Regions from separate parts of the Mus musculus genome. Here region 2 is linked to region 1. Evidence: chromatin contacts called from public promoter capture Hi-C data. All regions are on one chromosome and are shown on one strand. The core of a region is the stretch at or near the end of the contact, and the rest is flanking DNA. Distances in the headings are between cores, read along the strand shown.

Region 1 (7,668 bases), core at 1,883-4,382:
TGTTTGCAGACTTTCTTGCTTCTTAAACTGTTCTACCATGTTTATCTTTTATAAAGCTGTTCAGTAAGATGTCTCTCAATTAAAATTGATCTTCTTATAATGGGTAAATTTCTTCTGTTTAATGTGAGCTTTGTGATTGCTGGTTCTCTTTTTCAGCCTAATTTTATTATGGTTTCAGTAGATGTTTAGGGAGGGTGCTCACTGAAGAGTGTATGTGAAATTTTCATTAGGTGTCAGGTGCAATATTAGCCTCTGTGCGTGGGGTAAACTAAATGAAATCCTTGCCACTGAAGAATAAAATGCATTGCTGTCAATGTGCCAAGCAGACACACTCCATCTTTTAGAGTAAGGTGGAGGAGTAAGTGGTGGAGGGAAGAGAGGCCCTGATGGTAGAGAAAAACTTTCTTTCACGGAGGGGCAGCTGGGGAGTCTTCTTGGAGAAAGTGGTCCTGAGACAATCCTTGGAGGGTGAGAATGACCCACAAGTTCCAAGTGAGAAAGGTTTTGTGGGTTGTGGATATTGCTCACAAAAGCCCATCAGATCAAGACACGGGGGATGCCAATATTTGGAATTCAGATAGCCCTGGAGGGTTCTAGGAGAGCTTGTTAGGTGATAAGCTTAGAAATTAGATCTTGAGGGGCCGAGAATCAAATAAATTACATTGACATCAAAGGACCTGGGGTGCACAGTTCTCTTTTTGAAGTCAGATGGAGATAAGTGGAAGAGGAGTCGGTGAGGCTACTGACAAGCGGGTCTTCCTGGGGTGGTAGGAACCTGTGGAGCAGGGCAGGCTGGAAATGGGAGACAGAGGCTTCCAAAGCAAGAGCAAGAGCCCGGCTGGGTACTACTGGCAGGGATACAACAAACTGGGTAACAAGAAGGAGGAAGTCAGTGAGGATTCTGAGTTTTCAGATGCAAGCGTTGTGTGTTGGGGGTTGTCAAGTGGACTAAGAGCCCGAGGAAGGGAGGGCTTGGATCACATGCTATGGGGACATCACATGCTATGGGGACATCACATGCTATGGGGACATCACAGGTTCACAGTTCTGCTGAGGTCTGACTCTCCACAACATGCTGTGTCCTTTCGTGTTATTCCAAGAAAACGACCTAAATTTAGTGCAAACAGCTAAATCAAACGAGTCCAGACCATAACCAAATGTCTCCTTCATCCTCCTTGGCCCCCTTTCTTCTCTTGTCACTTGTTGGAATTAGTGTTCTCTGACCTCAGAGCTGAGATGGGCGGCAGTACAGTGGATTGTCTCTGTTGGGAAATGGGCACAAACGTTGGGAAAACCAGACCTTAGGCTCTGTAACCGCCATCATGTATACCAGCCAAGGGATGGAAGTAGTGGATGAAATGAGTTTCATGGGTGTTCAGAAGACCTGTGTTGCTTGGCTGTGCTGGCTGGTCAGAGCTCTCTGGAGAGAGCTTCATGGGAACATGGCTCCATTCTGTGGAACGCCCTTCATGACTACCATCGGACTGAGGTCCATGTCCCTGGAAGAACTAGCTAAATAAACCAGGGCATCTCTGTTGTCTTGCTTTTGGTTCCTGATCCCCCTTCTACTCTCATAGTGTATCTGATTATTGAGAAATTAAATTGTTCACAGAACAGACACTTTCTGGGGAGGACTGGCAGCCTTCATAGGTAGATGAAAGAGTCCATAGACCATGAGGTGGTGGCTATAGTCCAGGTGAGGATGAGGACGGTCAGGATACTTTGGAGAAGGAATTCACAAAGTCTGGCAATTATTAAGATATTTATTTTTAAATAATAAAAAAAGATGCCTATATGTAGCCCAGGCTGGCCTCCCCAGGCTGGATTCTTTTGCCTCACCTTTCACAGTGGTATAATTACAAGTGAGTGTCACTTGCATCAGAATAGTCTTATTTTAGCCCTGCTTTTCAATTAATGGCCATGAACTCACTGTTGAGTTGGGTGGAGTCTGAGAGGCCAGAAGGATGACTTTAGCCTAAAGCTTGACTGTGTGGGTCTATACGCTGACAGTCCTATGGGAGAAAGATTAGAGTTCTTGGATACAAATGGATACCTGAAATCTCAGCCAAAAGAAGAGGCTGGAGAAAATGGTGTTGGCTACTGCTCTCCCAGGAGACCTCTCTCTCTCTCTCTCTCTCTCTCTCTCTCTCTCTCTCTCTCTCCACACACACACACACACTTTAGAATAAAGCACAATAAAAATGTCACCATGTTGACTGCTGTACTAGTTTAGGCTTCCTGGATCCTGGACTAGAGATGCTGAGATGGGCTTTGAAGAATAAGACATCCAAGAGCGATAGCGAGGTATACAGTGCTGGTGACAAGAGATGTTTGGATATATGCTGGGTCTAAATATAGAGTCCAGAAGTTCCCAGTCTTTGCTCAGTAGTTGACAGTAGCGGGTCATAAGGTAATGTTGGTAGCTATCAGAGCGAATGAATTCTTAGGAGATGGAGGAATAAAGTTCTAGGAGGGAGTCAGACCTCAGGATGGCTGGAGGTGAAGACCTATGTCCCGCAGAGGCGGTGGCATAGGTCTGGGGTACACAACTAGATATAATTGGGAAAGGAAAGACTTCTTGAACATGAAGGCCGCTAAGCTTGTTCAGGCCACACACACACACCACAGCAGCCAAGTCAACAAAAGAACTCAGGAGGTGTTAGAAGCCTTGGCCTATATGCGGCATCCTAGGAGCCCAAGAACCCCCTGCACATCACTCAGTTCCTTTGAAGCGATGATCCCATTCTGCCAGCTTCTCCCTCCCGTTACTCCCTGAGCCCCGGGATGGCAGAAGAGGACCTTTCAGAGGATGTGGCTGTGATAGCAATGTGACAACGACATGAGTTTAATAACGATGTCCCCATTTTTACTGGTTCTCCTCTCTCTGACAAGAGGTGGAGCGGCCATCTCAGTACGCCTGGCATGAGACACCGTGGCCTTCCTCACGCAGGACCACGACCCCGTTCTGCGGTAGCTGCAGCCAAAGGCTCTGTTGGGGGGGGGGCGGAGGGAGTTGGCCTCCCGGGCCGGGCTATCCAATCCCTTCTCGCAGATTTCCCTCCGCTGGCCCGCAGCGGCGTCTCGTGGATTCGCGCGCGGGCTCGGGCGGGCGGCGCGAGCCCGGGTATTGCGAGCCCCCGCGCGCCAGGGAGCGGCGCATGCGCGGGCGTCCCGCGAGCCCGCTGAGGCGATCCGAGCCGCGGCGGCGCCGGGAAGCCAGCGACGGAGCTGTGAGGGACCGAACGGCGGCGCGGGGACGGTGGAGACGGACAGGTGGTGAGCCCTCGCCCGCGTCGCCAGGGGCTCCTCGGCCGCCCGTGGAGTCTCGCGGTCGGTCAGGACGTGGCATCCGGCGGTGGCGGTGGCATCCCGGACGGCCTGTGAGGGATGCGCCGCCTACTGCCCCGCGCCGCCTGACCGCCCCCGCCTTGCCTCGCGGTGCGCCACAGCCGGGCCCGCGGCCGCCCCTGCGGCCGTCCCCTGCGAGCTGTCACCCAGCCGCCGCGCCCGCGGGGCTGCGCCCGGCCCGGCCATGTGGACCCCCACGGAGGAGGAGAAATACGGCGTAGGTAGGTGAGGCTGGGGCCTGGCAGCGGCGGGGGCTCGGGGGCACGTGCCCAAGTCCCGGGCCCCGCCTCGATTGCTGCTGCCCCGGCTCCTCCGCCCCTGCCCGCACACTGTGCGGCCTCGGCGCGGGGCGGGTGCGGTACCAGCGCGGGGATGGGCCCGGGGCTCTGGGTGCGGGAGGGCGGCAGGGGGCGCTGGCGGTGCGGCCTCAGCAGGTGCGGCGGGCGGGCGGGCGGGCGGGCGAGCGGGAGGGGCCGCAAGGCCGGGGCAGTTGCGGGAGGTTTGTGATGTGAGGCGCTGGACAGTTTACCCAGGAAGATGCATCTTCAGCAGTCAAAACCTTGATTTTAGTGAATTTCTGCACCAAGGTTGATGAGCCCGATGGTTGTTTATTTTCCGATTGGAAGCTTACAAAAAAGGATGCAAAACGTTGACCTCATTCGCTCAGTCTAAAATGATGCAGATCTTTATTTTGCTTTAAGGGTTAGAAATAGTTCCTCTACTACTGTGGGAATTGTTTTGGACATACATCATTGTTAAAGTTTAGTGCATTTTGCTGACATTTTTTAAAAAAACAAATCTGTTTTCAAATGAGAACGATACTCCTTAGTTTCTTCTTAAACTGTTAGGTGAAACTCCCGAAGGTTAACGATTTCTTTTAATATTCCATTTCTTTAAAAAAAAATTCAGTTTTTAAGGGACTGAGTGTTTTATCTTTACAATGTTAGTATTTCGTGGCCAGCCACTTTACATCATTGTAAATAACCTATTGGATTTGGTTACAAATATTTAAAATGTGGAGTGTGCAGGGTTTTTTGTTCTTAGCTTGTAATGGAAAATTTTAGAAAATGTATAGGAAGTATATTGCTTAAAGGCAAATTATTATTTCAATCAATGCAACAGTTCTAACAGCATTTCCTTAATAATTCATTATAAAGAAACTTTGTAAACCGCAGTGGTTTTGTAAAGTGCAATCGTTTTGTAATACCATCAGGCAAGGTATGTAAAAATACTGTTTATAGTAGAGGGGCCCTCTATCTTCTTCTGAAAACTAACATTCTAAAGTTTATAATTAGCTATGCTACAGAGGACCTGGTAAAAGACCCCAAGTTCTAGAGTCTTTTGAAAAGGAATTAGGAAATGGTGCACAGGCCAGGATTCACCCCTAGGGACTCTTTTACCTTTTCTATTTAAAGCATTCCTTGAATACTAAGTTGCTACTGTGAAATGAGGAGTTGATGGTTCTTCTGCTATCAGAACTACTTAATTAGAATAACAAACAATCAGTGTGAAAGTGGTCAGCTGTCCAGTGGTACTTGATAAATTTTTCCCTTCTGGGGAGGAACTCTCAAGTAATGCTGATAGTGGGATTCAGAGTGCTGGCTTCTTTTTTACTGGTGCTTTGGGAAAATTATGTAAATAATTTTCTTAATGTGTAAATGAGGGCTCGTGTTAACATATCTTACAGGGTTGTGAAAACCAAACAAGTACACACTAAGTAGTTTGTAAATGTTAATCTCCCCATTAATACTTAGACAGTGATGACACTATATAATGGTGTGTTAGTTCTGAGTCTGGTAATTCAAAGCAATCAGATGGAATGAGATTAGCTTTAGAAAAAATTGTCATTCCCTGCAGAGGAGCATAGGATTGCATACACCTTAGATCTTAAATGGCCTGTTGTTACTCTGACGATAGTTTCTTTGTAGCTGTGGTCTGGTATAATTTTGATGCTTTCTTTCTTTCTTTCTTTCTTTCTTTCTTTCTTTCTTTCTTTCTTTCTTTCTTTCTTTCTTTCTTTCTCCTCTTCTTCTTCTTCTTCTTCTTCTTCTTCTTCTTCTTCTTCTTCTTCTTCTTCTTCTTCTTCTTCTTCTTCTATAAAAAAGCAACTACTGGATATTTCTCTAACAGTTTTTTCCAACTGTCATTTCCTATTATGGTCTAAAAGTTTTTGTTTAAATTGCTTAAAACTCCGGACTTCCTCCCCTCCATAAACTTAGGGGCCGCACTCCTAGGTGTTTTCTAAAAATCTAATTCAATCTGTAAGATATGTTCAATATTGTACTTAATAATGATAAAAAGGCAATACAATTAATTTTTAAATTAGTTTTCCATTTGTTTGATTTCAAGCTAAGGACTAGCTTGAAAGTTTAACTATTACCACTGTTTCTATAAGAAAATGTTTTGAGTTCAGCTTTCTAAAAGTAAACATTCATGTATTTGTTGGTGTGGAGAATGGGTGTACCCATACTATGACATGCAGGTGGAGGTCATAAAACACCTTGAGGAGTTTGGGGTTTTTCCCCTTTACTGTGTGTGTTTTGGGGATTGAACTCAGGTCATCAGACTTGCTGGCAGGTGACTTAGCCCACTGAGCCATCTCACTGAATTTAACAGAGATTTAGTTTCTAAAGGTCTGTGGGTAGAGCCTGGTGTGGTTCATATCACCTTGAATTCAGGAGATCCAAGGATCAGGATTTTGAGGAGGCATCAGAAGGAGGGAAGAAAGAAAGAAAGGATGAAAGAAGGAAGGAAAGGGAAAAAAGATCTGTAGTATAGAGGAGTCTGAGGTGGGAAAGATCCACTGTCTACAATATTTGAGTCAATTCACTGGTTCCTAGAATAGCCTGAAGATAGTGGCTTCATTGGTTATTTTATGGCCCTTCAATCACAAGAGGGAAGCCCAGTTTTTGAAACCTCTGGGAGAGAACCAATACCTCTTTTTGAGGCAAATCCAGAACTTTAATTTGTTCTTAAACACAAGGATATAATCTATAATTTATAATCATTGGTTTAATATTTGCAGAGAATGTTAACATTAAAATTTTTACTTTATTTTATTTATATGTCTGTTTTTTGTGTCTGCCAAGTTTGTTCCAGTGTTCACAGAGGGCAGAAGAAGGTGTCAGAACCTCTAGAGCTGGAACTCAGGCATTTGTGAGCTGCTAGACATGGATGGGTGTGGGAATCTGAACTCCAGGTCCTTTGGAAAATAGCACATCTCTTAACTTCTGAGCCAGAAGTTTCAGGTCCAGATGTAGCATCTTTAGACACATCCTAAAGCACAATGGTCTGAAAAGAAGCCATTGAGGTTGGAAATGCCTCATATTCACACTCCGTGTCTACAGTGGTGTTGAACATTAACTTTCAATAGCTTCTGAATCTTCTGAAATTTGTATCTTTATTGTTGATAGTAAGAATGTTTAAAATTATTCCTACTGTGTAAACAGCAGTTGGTCTGCTATATTAGGGATTTATTTCCAGTGTTACGATTTTACCGTAGTGAACAAGCCTATTTATGATTGTGCTCTCAAGTCTCTTGTATACCTCCCTCCAGACAAATTATGTGTTGAGAAGCAATATTTTGTAAAGTTTTTGCACATAGTCTCTGAAGACATTTTTTAATTTTTAAAACATACATAAATACGTCACCACTTATTTTAGCAGTGGCCCAGGTACTTGTTATATTACACATTAGGATATTTTAGTGAGGATAATGACTTTGTTGGGAAATGAGTCTTTCAGAAACTTCCCGTTTTCCTGTTTGTCTACAGTGCTATAAAATCTCAACCTACTTCCACATACTATCCTCCTCTTCTCTCAGTACTCATTTATGTGTTTTTGCTAGTGAGTGAGAAACAACATTTGTGGTAAAATTACAGCATGATAAACATAGATGTAGTACTGCATCTTTACCAGTTGTGTATTTGACCTTCTCTACTCAAGTGGAGCCCATATTATTACTGCACAGCTGTAATAATAACAAGGGTATTCTCCCCCCACCCCCAAGACAGGGTTTCTCTGTATAGCCTTGGCAGTCCTGGAACTTGCTCTATAGACCAGGCTGGTCTTAAGCCTACAGAGAGAGATCTGCCTGGCTCTGTCTTCCAAGTGCTGGGATTGAAGGTGTGCACCACCAGTGCCCAGTTAGAATATTGTTATTGCTAACTAGAATTGATGACTTCATGTACATTCCTATACATCTTTGTTTTTCCCTCAATATAAATTGCTTGGATTATACCTTTCACCAGGTCAATTTAAAATTAAGAAAATATGTGTATGGGTATTCCAACTTCATATTTCTGTGTATTATGTGCATGC
Region 2 (7,668 bases), core at 2,698-5,197, 350 kb before region 1:
GCGCTCGGTCGGGTAACTCGCTGTCTCTGGCTCCAACTCCTCGGTCTGCCTACGCTGGTCCCAGCAGTACGGAGGACTCACTGCAGTCTTCGCAGGAGACAGAGCACCTCCTCCTAAGTTCTCAGTGCCCGCCCGGAACGTCCCTACCTAGACACCCCGCCCCTGGTTCTGAGCGTCACAACAGAACTCCTGTAGGCCCATTCTGTCCCTGGCTTCTTCCCTTCCGGTGGTGACTGGCAACTAGGCCCGTAGTTTCCTTTCGTTGGCTCCGCCTCCTCTTGGCTCTAGCCGGCTTCTAGCAGCTTGCCTGTGTTCAGCTCCGCCTGCCCCTCTCCTAGCTCCAGGCTCAAAGAAATGAGAGTTTCACTTTGTTTCCGCTCTTGTAGGGTCTCCAGTCCTCGTGGGTTGGTGGAAATGGCCTGATCAGGTGGAACTTCCTCCTGATCATGGAAAGCAGTCGTCTTCAGACAACACAATTGGATGAAAGTATAGAGCCTTTCCAGTGCCTTCTGGGTTCTGAGACCTGCCTATTTTAGGAGCTAATTAAACAGCTAAGTAATATAAGACAGCTTTGTTTGCCGGGTTGAGTGATGCTAGTACTCTGAGCAGATTCAGGGATCCTATAGAGTGATGCTTGTGTTTCCCCAGCCCTCTGAGGGTACCATCAGCATGCAGTAGGTGTGCAAGGTTCTATCTTTGGAGCTAGATAGCCTAGATTTCAAAATGCATCTCTCCTGGTTGGTTGGTTGTTTTGTTTTGTTTTTTGTTTGTTTGGTTTTTTTTGTTTGTTTTTTTTGTTTTTGAGACAGGGTTTCTCTGTGTAGCCCTGGCTGTCCTGGAACTCACTCTGTAGACGAGGCTGGCCTCAAACTCAGAAATTGGCCTGCCTCTGCCTCCCAAGTGCTGGGATTAAAGGCATGCGCCAACAGTGTCTCTCTGTGTAGTCCTGGCTGTCCTGGAGCTCAATATGTAGACCAGGCTGGCCTTGCCTCCCAAGTACTGGGATCTAAGGTGTGCATCATCCATGCCTGGCCTTGCTTGTCTCTTCTTGCTGGGCAACCCTCAGTGGCTGGGTAGCTTGTGTGAGGTAAGTGAATGAAAAAGGCTCAGCTTCCCTGCATGTCCATTGCAAAGACTGAATGAGTTAGCCCACTTCTAGTGCTTGCTTATTAGCATAGGGCTTGGCACAGAGCTGACATATGGCAAATGCCAGCTTTTGTGTCTGCTGACTCATAGATTCTGGAGGAACTGCCTGTGATCCTGCTGACAATTAGGTCCTTCTAGGCTCAGAATGGATAGTGCCTGTCCTAAACTCTGATTCACTATGTGACTATTCCCGTGACTGTGCCTATGTGCCTGTGGCCATGTCAGTGGTGGAGTGTACTCCTGTGACTTATGGGCATGTGACTGTATTTGAGGAAGTCCTAGGTAGGCCCTGGGTATGTCAGGTGTTCAGTGTGTGCAGTTGGGTGCAGCTAATCATCACATACCCCGCTTGTCACACCACTTGCCTCTCCATCCACGGTAGCATCGGCACCTGAATTTCATAGCCATCTGCGCCCGGTCCTTAAGTGAGAGGGTACCCTTGAGGCTCGGGGGCCTGCCATCATGTGTTAGCTCAATGGAGAAACTGGCAGGGTTGAGGGTGAGGAGAGCCTCAGGATAACTTGGATGGCGGACACAGCGACCATGGCCGGAACACAGAGCTTCGCTGCACAAAAGAGCTGCACTGGTCACGTTCACGATGAAGGGCCCAAGTGTGGAATCCATGTATGCTTTAATGGCCTGGCATGATTCCTGAGTGGGAAGGGGATCATAAGGACCACCACAGCCATGTGCTTGCCTGGTGCTTAGCCAGGATGTCAGGAGTAGCGAGAGGAAGCCAGTCTCCCCTCATCCCTGCCCTACTCCCAGGCCTCCACTTACCTTGGTACTTGTTTTGTCTGAGCTTAGCCAGAGCACTGCTCCTGCCACTCCCTGGGCTGCACTCTCCCCCAGGCTGTGCTCCAGTTCCTCCTGGGAAGGAGATTGCAGGCACGGTTGTATAAGGCTTACTGTCCTTCCTCCCTGTGGGAACTGCTGGGACATCACTGGATGGGACAAATAATCTCTAACCTTCACCTGAGGCCGCTCTAGTGTTGGTGGCCAGGGGCAAGCCTGTTCTCTGTTCTGAATTTCTCATGCTTCATACAGAATTTAGCATAAAGTAGATGTTTTGTGGGGGGGGGGGTGGGGGGGGGGGAATGAATGGACAAAGCACTGGAGTATTTAAGTCAGGAGTAAAACAATTTGGACGAAGCCCCAAGAACCTCCCCTACTTTCCCCAAAGATTGTAATACTCTGAAGTCAAGTGGACTCAGCGGTTGGACTATTACCATATTACCTAACAAGGACGGCTGACAAAGTCACAGAGGACTCACCAGGGGCAGAAGATAATCTGTCATTTCATAGAAGATCTGGACGTAGGGCATTACGGGCACATGGGGGTCTCTGGAAACTATAGCCACACGGAGCGCCTCTTGCACACGGTGTCGAACGTACATCTGTGACTTCTCTGTGCCCATCAGTGCTGCAGGCAAATAAATACTGGGGTAAAGGGCATAGCTCTGGTTCCACAACCACCCTAGCTGGTCGTTCTGATCACGGACGAATACTGGGCACTGGCCTGTGTAGTTGAGACTTAGAAAGTCGTTGTTGTAGCAGTCAGGGAAGCCATAGTAGCCCCAGAGGCCACGGGGACGCAGTACCTGCCCCAGTTGGAGGGTGCCTGCCATCCAGGCCTCTGCAGCTTCCTGGAACTGGTTTTTGGCTGCTGCCTCCACTAAAGTTTCTGGCCAATCAGGGTGCTCTGCCTGGACCAGTTCCATTGAGCGCTGCCGATAAATGTCCTTGCTGTCCCAGTTGAAGGCCCACCGTGGGCGCCAAGCCTCCCAATCAATGACTGCCAGTCCTGAGAAGTCAGGTTCAGGCATGGCAGCCTTGATGTCCTGGAATGTGTGAGCAAGGTGGGTAACCAGGCTGGCATTCTGGGGCAGACCACCAAATACGGGTTCCCCTGTGGGTGTATAGTAGGGGTAGGTGCCCAATTCCTCTCTGTAGAAAATTGTCATGTTAGAGCCTTGGAAACTCTGCTCCTTGTTGGCAACCACATCGAAGACACTGACATCCACATCCACTCCATACTCCGTCAGGCACCAATGAGTGTCTCCATTCCAAACAGTGATGAATGGCCGGTTGGATACCACGGAACCTCTGCAGACTTGGGCCAACTCGAGCAAAGTCAGGAAGAGAGTAGAGATGCGAAGCAGGTGGCCTGCGGTGGCAGGGGATGAGCCTGGGGAAACCTGGCCAAGGGAGGCAGAGTTCAAGGCATGTCTCAAACTTTTTGACCCCTACTTAAAGTAGCTGGGTCCAGTCCCTTGATCACAGTTTTGTCCCTGCTGAGATGTCAGCTGGACACTGATCTGCAGGGATCAGCAAGGTCAGAGAGCAGACCGGAGACTTGGAAAGGGGCATTGCCATGAAGGGTATAAGTGAATCTCCTCTGTGGCCAGGAACCTGCCATCTGCGTCCCCTCAAGCTTTGCCTTGGCCTGACCTTACCCACTTTCCTCCCAGGGGCCAGAGGAACCCATTACATCGGTCCTGAAAGAGGAGCTGAGACCTAGGCCCTAGGTCCTGGCCGACCTGGTGAACAAGGGAGACTATTCCGTTTCTTCCACCAGAAAAACTGGCAGCCACTGGGGGAAAGAGATGCTCAAGCGGCCAAAACCAGCCCAGCCCTGGAGACCCTCCAGCTGCCCACTGGTCCCTGCTGACCTCAGGACTGAAGGGCTTCATTCTCCAAACTTTCTGAGCATGCTGTGTAAGCCCAAGCATGTCTTGGCCGGATTCTGTCCCGCAAGCTGGTCCTAGTTGCACCAGCTTAGAGAAGCTGCGGCGGCTGCTGCTCAGGGAAACTTGGAGCTTTTGGAGATAGTCACCCCACCCAACCAATAGGCTGGCCTTGGCACGGGGCGGGGCGGGACTGGGGCTGGACTAGCAAACAGCCCCTCCTACTCAGACAACACTCTTTGTGTGGACAGCCGGGCAAGCAAATGTGTGGTCCCGCAGTGTGGTCCCTGAGGACTATATGCTTCCAGAGTACTTTCTCCTCACTGTGACAGTTTTGGCCCTAGGCACTTTTGTCTTTGTGGGACCCCCTCCTCATTGAAACAAGTTGGGTTTTTTGTTTGTTTTTGCCTTAGGCAGGCAAGAAAGGTCAGAGACTGTCTTCACACAGGGTACAAAAACATTGCTCCAACAGTTTGGGTTTTGCTTGTTTTGGGCTGGGATCTCCTGTTTGCTAGCCAAGTGCTTTACTGCTGAGCTCTGTCCCTAATCCCGTCCAAAAGGCATTTCCTGCTATCCAAGCTCCACGGGCCCGCACATGCCCACGTGGACATATAAGTAAATGTAAAACGCTACCTTAGGAAGGAAAACGTGTGAAGAGCAATAGAGGAACGCATTGAATTGACCCTTGGCTTTTACTTTACACATGTATACACACACACACACACACACACACACACACACACACGTACACAAGCCAAACAAATAAACCTTTTGTTCTTAAGTCCTGTCTGTGCCTGCTGTGCCTAATGGTTAACCTGTCCTTGTTTGTTTCTGGAAGGTTCTGTGTTCATGAAGTTGAGTTGTGTCATCATGCTCTGTCTATTCTAGGTCAGTGATTGCATCTTTGTGACGCTCTAGTTGGTAACTGGGCTCGTGCCCAAATTCCCAGGTATTTATACCTGCAAGTGTGAGGACTCAGTTCCTGGGATGATGTACGAGACCTTGCTGTTTGGTGATCGTGAGACCCTGGATCTGCATGGCCGTGGAAATGAGCAGGGGTGTATTAGTGAGTACACGCATAAGTAACGTGTGTGTTCATGCAGTTGTGAGTTACAAGTTCACTGAATCACAGGCTGCTTACTGAGATGATCTGGTTGCTCAGGTCCGGGCTTGCCTGCCAAGTTAGGAAAGTAGAAGGGAAAGGCATGGCCCCGCCCAGAATAAAGCAGTTGTCTGGGCCTGCAGTTGTGTCTGATTCTGAATGACCGAACCCCTTAGGCATTCACCTTGGGGCTACCATATAGGCGTGGCCTCCCTGGCAGTGTGTGCTTAGTGCCTTTGATCTACCCCACCTTCCTAACCTGACCTTTCCCCTAGCCCTCAGAGACTGTGGTGTCACGTGACTTTTTCCGTGAACAATCTTCTATTCATTTCCAGACACCACAGGTGACCACAGGTGAGAGAATTGATTCTAAGTCTAGCTTGGTAAATCAATGAGGTTTCGGGGCCACATTACCGGAGGAACATAGGGAGCTGCTTACAGAAACATGGGACACTCAAAGACAGCTGCATCACCAAAAGGTCGACCCTAGGCCAGAACAACAGTTGACAAAAGTTGTAGCTTTGGTACAGCTTGCCAGCTTGTAGGTAGCGCCTCTCCAGCAATTATTTATTACTTTTTAGTTTTGGAGAGGGGCCTTGTGAATCTTATAATTTTTTAATATTATGTGTGCATGTATATTTTTTATTTATTTTTTTAATTATCAAGAGAATTTAGCTGCTCTTCCAGAGGACTGGAGCTCAGTTCTCAGCACCCGTGCCAAGTGGCTTGCAACTAGTTCCAGAGATGCTGACATCTTCTTCTGGCACAGAGGTGACATATAATCACAGTCATACACACAGGTCAATGGAAGGCCTGTGAGTCAGTAGTTTTCTCCTCTGTCACCCCGACTCTGGGCATTGAGCTTAGGTCATCAGGTCTCACGTGCCTTTACCCTCTGAGCCATTTTGCTCACCCAAATTATTAACTTCTTGAATCTCCAGAGCTTAGGGAAGTTTCCTTAGCTTTCTAAGGAGTTTGTTTGAGGCAGGGTTTCTCTGTCCTGGAACTCAGGAACCAGGCTGGCCTCAAACTCAGAGATTCGCCTGCCTCTGCCTCCAGAGTGGTGGGATCAAAGGCCTGTGCCGCTGCCACCATCACTTGGCAGCTGAGTTTTATGTGCCTTGTTTAACCTTCTTGGAGGGAATGTTTTTAAGTTAGAGGAAGTAGCTACATAGTCCCTGGGGTTTCAGGGGAAGAAATGTGAAGTGGTGGACAGGATTTGCCCCAAGAGTGTGTTCAAAGCTAGATGGACATAGGTCACAACTTGTAGGACAGATTACAGGCATGGGGAAAGTGCAGATGTTTCTTCTGTCCTCCATGCCCACCCTTGGGCTAACAGTTGTGTGTGTATCCATACATATTGGGGGGGGTCAATGTTCATAGAAGGTTGACAGGTACCATAGAGAACATGGATGAATAGAAAAGGTTACAACAGAATGAGTCACAGGTGTGAGGAAGACAAGAGGTCTCCCTTGTCTTTGCCGTCCTTTGCCAAGCTCCATTGCTTTTAGTCTGTCTTCTTCTTCTTCTTCTTCTTCTTCTTCTTCTTCTTCTTCTTCTTCTTCTTCTTCTTCTTCTTCTTCTTCTTCTTCTTCTTCTTCCTCTTCCCCTTCCCCTTCCCCTTCCCCTTCTCCTTCTCCTTCTCCTTCTCCTTCTCCTCCTCCTCCTCCTCCTCCTCTTTTATTTTTTTTTATCTTTTTGGTTGGTTTTTTGAGTGGTCTTCTTCAGATTTAATTAATTAATTAATTAATTAATTAATTAATTAATTAGTTTTTTGAGACAGGGTTTCTTTGTATAGCCCTAGCTGTCCTGGAACTCACTCTGTAGACCAGGCTGGCCTCAAACTCAGAAATCGGCCTGCCTCTGCCTCCCAAGTGTTGGGATTAAAGGTGTGCGCCACCACGACTGGTCAGATTTTTTTTTTAAAGACTTACTTATTTTATGCATGAGTACACCACCATTGCATTCTTCAGACGCTCCTGAAGAGGGCACCAGACCCTGTTACAGATGGTCGTGAGCCACCATGTGGTTGCTGGGAATTGAACTCAGGACCTCTGGAAGAGCAGTCAGTGTTCTCAACCGCTGAGCCATCTCTCCAGCCCTCTTCTTCAGGTTTTAACTTATTAAGTCTGGTGTACACAGGCCTGTAATTCCAGTGAATGGGAAGCAGAGGCAGGTGGATCTCTGAATTCAAGACCAGATTCATCTACACATACTGAGTGCTACGCCAGCTAGGGCTGTACAGTGAGACTCTTGTCTCAACATTCTTGTTAGGTTAATTTAATTTTTCAAGATAGTGCTAGTGATCAATCCCAGGGCCTTGCACATGCCAAGCAAGTGCTTTATCACTGATACACACACACACACACACACACACACACACACACACACACACACACACATTCTAGCTCCAAAGCTGACCTTTGAGGGTGACCCTGCTCCCCAGATCTGGATAGTACCCAACAGCACCACCTCACACTCATAGTGACAGACTGACAGCTCAAGACTGACATCTTAATCCCCTGCCAGCCTCCTTACCTGCCAGCCTCAAGGGAAGGGTATGAACCAGACAGGGAGAGGAACAGGTCCACTGCCCTTGGGAGCAGGGAACAGAAATGCTCAACTGTGCCAGGCAGTGGTGGCGCATGCCTTTGATTCCAGCACTTGGGAGGCAGAGGCTGGTGGATTTCTGAGTTCGAGGCCAGCCTGGTTTACAGAGTGAGTTTCAGGACA

Evidence for each region. Promoter capture Hi-C pulls out the DNA fragments that hold promoters and counts their contacts.
Region 2: a promoter capture Hi-C map of neural stem cells shows a contact between it and region 1. The contact joins the promoter of Hyal1 here to the promoter of Dock3 in region 1. A contact is called at or near these places in 1 of 39 promoter capture datasets (neural stem cells) and 1 of 115 datasets of contacts at active chromatin or transcription factors (microglia).

The regions. Positions count from the first base shown.
Region 1 is chr9:107,227,373-107,235,040 of GRCm38.p6, reverse strand. Dock3 (dedicator of cyto-kinesis 3) reads left to right here and starts at 3,132. Exons shown (of 53, transcript NM_153413.2): 1 at 3,132-3,569. The coding sequence starts at 3,533.
Region 2 is chr9:107,573,229-107,580,896 of GRCm38.p6, reverse strand. Hyal1 (hyaluronoglucosaminidase 1) reads right to left here and starts at 3,947. Exons shown (of 4, transcript NM_008317.6): 1 at 3,819-3,947; 2 at 2,421-3,344; 3 at 1,927-2,016; 4 at 1-1,797. The coding sequence starts at 3,839. The coding sequence ends at 1,483. Naa80 (N(alpha)-acetyltransferase 80, NatH catalytic subunit) reads right to left here and starts at 228. Exons shown (of 2, transcript NM_019750.4): 1 at 1-228.